Linked DNA regions of Mus musculus: region 1 is linked to region 2. Evidence: chromatin contacts called from public promoter capture Hi-C data. All regions are on one chromosome and are shown on one strand. The core of a region is the stretch at or near the end of the contact, and the rest is flanking DNA. Distances in the headings are between cores, read along the strand shown. Region 1 has its middle 39 kb from the start of A530076I17Rik. Region 2 holds the start of Cgrrf1 (cell growth regulator with ring finger domain 1).

What was found. Promoter capture Hi-C pulls out the DNA fragments that hold promoters and counts their contacts.
Region 1: a promoter capture Hi-C map of liver shows a contact between it and region 2, with 3 times the contacts expected there. The contact joins the enhancer-like site here to the promoter of Cgrrf1 in region 2. A contact is called at or near these places in 6 of 39 promoter capture datasets (the 3T3-L1 cell line, 3T3-L1-derived adipocytes, hippocampal neurons and 1 more), 1 of 115 datasets of contacts at active chromatin or transcription factors (embryonic stem cells) and 1 of 9 other capture datasets (embryonic stem cells).

Annotation. Positions count from the first base shown.
Region 1 is chr14:45,705,683-45,709,299 of GRCm38.p6, reverse strand. No RefSeq gene overlaps it. Among named protein-coding and RNA genes, the nearest start is that of A530076I17Rik, 39 kb to the right of the region's middle. Within about 2 kb of position 1,684, at least 13 of the 459 cell types and tissues checked have an H3K27ac peak or open chromatin away from gene starts, as enhancers often do. A contact at or near this core is called in liver, where this site is marked.
Region 2 is chr14:46,830,798-46,834,225 of GRCm38.p6, reverse strand. Cgrrf1 (cell growth regulator with ring finger domain 1) reads right to left here and starts at 2,092. Exons shown (of 6, transcript NM_026832.4): 1 at 1,847-2,092. The coding sequence starts at 1,950.

The DNA of each region.
Region 1 (3,617 bases), core at 435-2,934, 1.1 Mb after region 2:
CTCAAGGAAGTGAATTAAGCACTAAGGACCCGTCTAGATCTCTCACATAAAAAACATAAAAACAAAAAATAAATACTCTTACGATGAGGAGGCAATCCAGGGCTAGTTGATGCTTAGGATAATAGGAGAGTAGTTTGTCTTCCCATAACTTTGTTAGATCACATGGTGGCGGACCACTCCAGAAAAATTAGAAACACATGACATGTGGTAGAAGTAAAACCCAGGAATCTTCTAATTACTTCTTACTACTAGTTTGGGGAAGTTTTAAACCAGTTTATACTCTCTCAAAAACAAGACACAAATCACCTTTGAACAACTCAGGTCCAACCTCAAAGCACACCAAGCAACTACACCTTTTGTTTGGAAACCATGTGCCTTTCTCACATGAAGCAATAAATGGATAGGGTGTTTGCCTTCTAGAATTCACCTTTAGAAAATGACAAAGGGACAGTCATCTGTGCACTTCATGAGAACAGAGCCACAAGTCCTGGCTGATACTCATGAGCTGTAAGAGAGAGTCTCGATAAGGCCCTAGAGCCTAACCAGTGAGGGGTATTATTGATTTTTCTCAGAAGGCAAATAAGAATCGACTATCTTGAATCTAAATGGGATGCTAACAAAAGAAGCACACAGATCTATAATTATAAAATAATATACATACTGTCATTTATCTTCAGATTATGTAGCAATCAATAAGTAATAAAATCTTAGTGGTACCAAAGATGAAATTGAGTTTGAATTTGCTACCAGTGGCCATAAATACAACTATATTGCCTGCCCCATGCTAGAAAGAATAAACAAACTCTAATGAATAGGGTCAACTAATGGGAGGTGGTTATTAAAGTAATATTGCTGCCTGCACTGTAGATCAACTTACTGGATCAATCTAACATCTCCAAGAAGGAAGAGTTGTAGCTAAAGAGTAACAGAATAAATAAAGGGCTATACAATGAGGAAAATTCAATATTACATTAATACTTTGAAAGAAGCTCAGAGCAAGCCACAATATTGTGTCGTAGCTCACTTCCATCAGATGCCTAAGGGGAGAAGCCACAAAATGCTTAGCTCATTCCTGCTTTTGAAACCTGATCTGCCTGAATGGAAGCTTGAGAACTTTAGATGCCTTGCTCTGGGATACATTTTGTTCATGTGATGCTGGATTGGTTACTAATGTCTGAATGGAACTCTAATAACGAGCCAGTACTGTTTGACTTTTGTTTTTCACGTTATACACCCTATATCAGGATATCAGGATATCAGTATAAATGATAAGGCGAGGGGAGATACTATAAGACCGATATTGATGGTCAAGTTATTGAGAAATTTAGCTCAAATTCTCCAGTGCCTTCTCTATACTGGCTGCCCCATATAAAAAGAATGGATGGTCTGTTGTATAATAGAGAGTGTCACTGGCCTTTATCTCTGGTTCCCAAAAGGTAATCAATCTAAATCTTAGAATTCCCTGAGTAAATGGGAATGTTTTATTGTTTGCAATTATTGATGAGCCTCTTAAATCACACTTGAGTTTATGGGAAGACCTGAGGTGACTCAGGATGAGAGCCAATCACTCACCAGAAAGATTAACCATGTGTTTAATAATTAGAAATTTGACCTGGCTTGATCCCTCTCATGTGGGTGAAAGGAGACCAAATCCAGTCCCATGGTCAATGAAAGAACCCTAGTAACAAGCTTTAGACATGAGAACTCTGAGACACGTCCTCGTCAGAGCTAGATGGCTGCTGGGAGGGTGACACTATCAATGTCACATGAAAGCATTTGGCTGTTCCTGGTTTGAGTCCTTCACAATAAAAGTGTAATTGTGAGTATAATATTGTTCTTAATTCTAAAGGGCATGAGCCACGCTTTAAAAAATTATCAAACATGAGGAGGTTGTGTCAACCCTTTGAATTTGTGCCCAGTTGGTCAGAAACATGTGACCTGGAAACATCACTGGCAGCTGGTGTCTAAAGCAGGGCAGTGTTGACAATTGCCCCTTTAACATGTGGCACCCAATGCCAAGTGAGTCACAATTTAATTGTATTGTAGCATAACAATTAGCATTAAGTTATAGTTTAAACAAGAACAGCTATTTTATTTATGGCCCTGGGATGCTGAAGAAATGTATAAAGAGCTCTGACTCTTGACAATTTTCAACTAAAAAGACAGGGCTTTTTACTGTTAATGCCACAAAATACAATGAGTCTTTATTAAGTTCCCCAACTTTTAAAACATTTTTTATCTTTTACTTTTTTATTGGACATTTTCTTAGTTTACATTTCAAATGTTTTGCCCTTTCCAAGTCTCCCCTTCAGAAACCCCCTATTCCATTCTTTCTCCCCCTGCCTCTATGAGGGTGCTCACCCACCCATCCACCCACTCCCTTCTTTCCGACCTGGCATTCCCCTACACTGACATGCCCAAGGGCCTTTTGTCCCACTGATGTTCAACAAGGTCATCCTCTATCACATATGTAGCTGGAGCCAAGGGTCGCTCCATGTGTACTCTTCAGCTGGTGGTCTAGTCCCCGGGAGCTCCAGGAGGTCTGGCTGGTTGACACTGCCAAACTTTTTATTATTAAAGTATCCTTTAGCTTCTGACTTTAGAGATGGTTGTATGAGTTTATCTGGATTGCAGATGGGTCAATTTTAACTATCATGACTTCAATCCTAATAACACTGCCTGTCAGTATAACTTATGTGTTGACACAACTGGAACTATTCAATTTGGGCTTGAATTGGACTGAAAGATACCTGCAAGTCAATGTTGGAATTATTTATGATTCATTACTAGTAAAGGGTGCCCTATATATTTCAAGAAAGAGAAAATACGCACTCTGGTAATTTTATTTGCATAACAAATCCTCTTGTGGGTGCAGTATGGCAGTAGCATAAACAAACATATTTGCGTGTTTCCACAAGATCAGAACCTATTGAATAATAAGTTCAGAGAGGTCAACAGCTGCAATGACATCAGTTTGTCATATAGTCCCACGTACCTTGGTAATCTGGCCAGGGCAAATGCAGGTTCTCTTATTCAAACCTCAGTTACTAATATGAACTCTCATATCACATGCCACACAGAAAATACATCTATCTATCTATCTATCTATCTATCTATCTATCTATCTATCTATCTATCTATCTATCTATCTATCTATCTATAGATATTTTGGCTTGCAAAATAAATACAATTTAATGAGATTGCAGTGGAATTCAAAAGATTACAAAGGTGTTGAGGAGGTCTATATGGACCAGATAAGGAACCAGAACAGGGCCAGGGAGCGGCTGCTGCTGAGCGGCTGGCGTGAGGGTTTGAGTTCCAAGCTGTAGAGTTCATATGTGATGTGCAAGATCAGACAGGGATCAGGAAGCAGGAAACAGCAGGTTCAGGTCCTGGTCCAGATTGGCAAACAGGAAGATGGTCAGGCAGGCCACATAAAGAATAGGGAACCAAACTGAGCAGAAGCTTCAGGGATAGTCCCCTCTTGTGGAGGTTTGAATGAAACTGGCCCCACCCATATACTCATAGAGTTTGATAATTGGTCATCAGGGAATGGCACTGTTTAGAGCACTGTTTAGAGAGGGATTAGGAAGGTGGCCTTACGGTTAGAGGAAATG
Region 2 (3,428 bases), core at 843-3,342:
ATGGTGACCAAGTTATCATCATTTCTAGCAGGTGAATCCGGCCTTGGTTTAGTTTGCAAATAACAATATAAAAAGCTTATCTACGTAGGTGAAGCTAAGCCGGGTGGGAAGAATGGTTGGTTAGGTTCACCATGACTTGTTAGGTTCAAATAAGGACAGAGGTGACTGGTGCTTACTGACGAGGTCTTGCAGCCTCATCAGTGCTCAGCCCAGACTTCAAGAAATAACACAATAGAAACTTGCAACACTTGTAAACCTCCTACTGACACAGGTAGTAAACAATCATTATAGATTCAAATCAAGCCTTAAACGTGGCGTGAACCTGTGTTTGTCTGACTCCAAAGTCTGTCTCCCTGTCTCTCCTTGTCTCTGTCTCTCTCTGTCTTCCCCCCCCCCCACACACACACACCCGTCTTCCTTTTACCCTTAGATGCCACATTACGTGCAATATGAATTTTATCCACTTCCCCCAGTGGCCTATTTAACAAGGCATATAGTGCAATTATCAACTAGATAATTTCCTTAGAGAGGAAAGTTAGGTTGAAGAGAGTAATACCAGTGTTGTAGTTCTTTAAAAACTGTGTATTAAGACTACTTTTTTTTTAAAGTGGTAAACACTAATTCTAATTACAAACTTCCTTGACGTAAATGACAGCAATTAAAACCTGAAAGGTTAATAGTAAATAACACGGAGTGATCCACGTATGGTGGCACACCCCTATATTCCCAGCACTTGGGATGCTGAAACAGGACTGCAATCATACTATGCTACAGGGAAACCACCTGTCTTAAAGAGAAAACAACTTAAGACTGGACTTCATCTTATCTTGTCCACAACATGGGAGTTTTACGCTGTAACTCGGGGTCAAGTGGAAATATTAACATGTTCTTTTTTTCCAAAAGGAGATCCTATTATCAGAAACGGACCGGGACCTGTTAAAGTCTTTAAAGTAACGATGAATATGTAATCAAGTGGTATTTTTGAGCTTGATTTACAAAGCCCGCTTCAGTCTCAAACCTGTTTGCTTTGTTCTTCTTGCAAATGCATTCCCGTTCTCACATAGTTTTCAGAGAACTCGTTCCCCAACTGTAACAGCTCATGTCCTTTTCTGTACGGTCCACTTCCAGCCATGGTTCTTGCTCATTTAGAGCCACTGTTCAATACATTTGGGTTCACCATCTTTTCAAGGGGCTATGAAAGCTGCAGTCTAGAGAGCAACCGCTGTAGGCTAGTCCCGTGGTTTCAACCAGCTGTGTTTTATAAGCCTAAACATGATAAAACTGCATCTCCTCAAGAGGGATACCGGAGACTCAACACTGAAAGAATTGTTCCTGGGTTATGTAACTCTCCTAGAAGCAAAATGCCTCCACCCCACAGAATAACTTATTCCTAAAATCTCGCTCCTTTCTAAAAACGTCTTATTAACTAAAGATCACTTCCAAAAAAATAGACTGCATCAAGAAGCCATTCAATTAGCAATCGGTAGATACAGAATTCGGGTAAAAGTTCCTCTGAAAGATCTGGGACCAAGCAAGGGTCAGTTCGGGTCATAAACAGCCAAGCTCCTTTGGGTCAGGTCTGCGCGCCTGCGGGGCCGGTGACCGGTCCCCGCTAGGCACAAAGTAGGCCGGGGCCCGGGACAAAGCCTTCGGGACACGCACTCTGACCCCCGCACCAGGACCAAGTTCTCCCCTGCGGTCCCATCCCACGGGGGCAGCAGCCTGGCCTGGGCCGAGTGTGTTCGGTGGCGGTGACCGCTCTCCCGGAGTCACCCGAACCCTCTGCGCGGACCCCACACCGGGCCGGCGGTCCCCGCGCCCTCCACTCCCAGCCCTGGACACTCACCATCCTAATACCAGGCCGGTGGTGACGATGAAGCAGGTGAAGACCACCGCTATGTAGAAGAGCGGCGAGTATTCATAGAGCGTTACCAGGAACACTGCGGCCATCGGGGTCTCCTGGGCTCAGCCCAGCCCAGCCCGGCTGGCCCGGACCCGAGCCGGTATGGCGCCCCGGAGCGGACAAACTTTGTAGGTCCTCACTCGCCCAGGCTTCTGGGCAGCTGACAGCCGCGGCCACTGGAGACGGAATGCCAATCACAAGGTTGATAGCAGGTATGCCACGCCCCTCCCTCGTCTGGTCCCGACTACTGGCTACGTAACAGGGAGGGACCAGCTCCGCCCTGCCCTGCGCCCAGGATTGGTGGCCTGAGAGAATTCCGCCAGCCGGGCTCTGTTCTCAAATTCCTAACTGACATCTGGGGCCAAAATTTAAGTTAATGCAGATCCTCAGATACACGAGGTATCCTGGAAACCCTGCAAACCCTAGACAAATTTGGGAATGGGACAAGGGCCGGCATCGGCGCGACGGAATGGTCTACGAAAGGAATGGTCTCGATTTGCGGATTGTCGCGGAAAACCCGAAAAGAGGTCACTACCGCGAGCGATTTTTTGTAACCTTATCAACCTTTGCAAAGTAAGTTTATTCAAAGGAAAATCGGCATACGTACTCCCTCGGCCCTCTTTTTTCTTCTCCAATTAGAATTAGCCAGATCTTTGAAGGTTTTAGTAACTAATTTTTGTTTGTTTATTAGGAGATCTTAGTACAGGAAGTAGCTTAATGTCTGCTTCCTTTCCTCACTCTTGTCATCAGTGCCTCAAAGAAGCCTCCCGGAAGTTTCTCCTAAAACCACTTTTATATTTCTTTTACTTAAGCCCTAATGTGATCCCTAGTTACAGCATAAACAGGAGAAACACCTCCCATCACAAATCCGATCCTGTTACTGAGGAAGAAGGGGAGAGTGGACATTAGGACGCTTAAGGAAAGGTTTCATGCCATGCTCTCAAGTCACCAGGAAATGTGTGCTTCAAAAAGAAGAGTTAGCTTCGTCCAGTGACCTTGACCAAATAGCCTTGTGTTTTCTGGAGTACTGCTATTTAAGCTTGTTTCTATGTAAATTTTCTCATTAGTAGATATTGAATTGTAAAAGTATGTTTATTTAAGCTATGCTTGGTTGTTGGAATGTTTTTTACTACCACATCAAGCACTGCAGTGAGTATCCATAAAGCTAATTTACTTACTTAGGCTAAATCATGGAGGTAGGACTTTATGTATATTTAATTTTTTTTAGAGACTAGAGTCTAGAAATACTGTGTTAGATGCAATCACACCATTGCAGGTAGCCAATCTGAAGGCAATTTTATTACAGTAAAACGAAAAGGGATGTTTATCGTGAAACAAAAACATAAGTTGCAGGTAAAGTAACATTAAATACATAGGAATGACTTTGTCCCCACTCAACCCCCACTGAACCTACAGTAAAGAGATGTAAGATGTAAGCCAACAAGATGGCTAAAGGCACTTGCTACCAGGCCTGACAACCTAACTGGAACCTTCTGGAACCACGTGGTAAAAGGAGAATACAGTT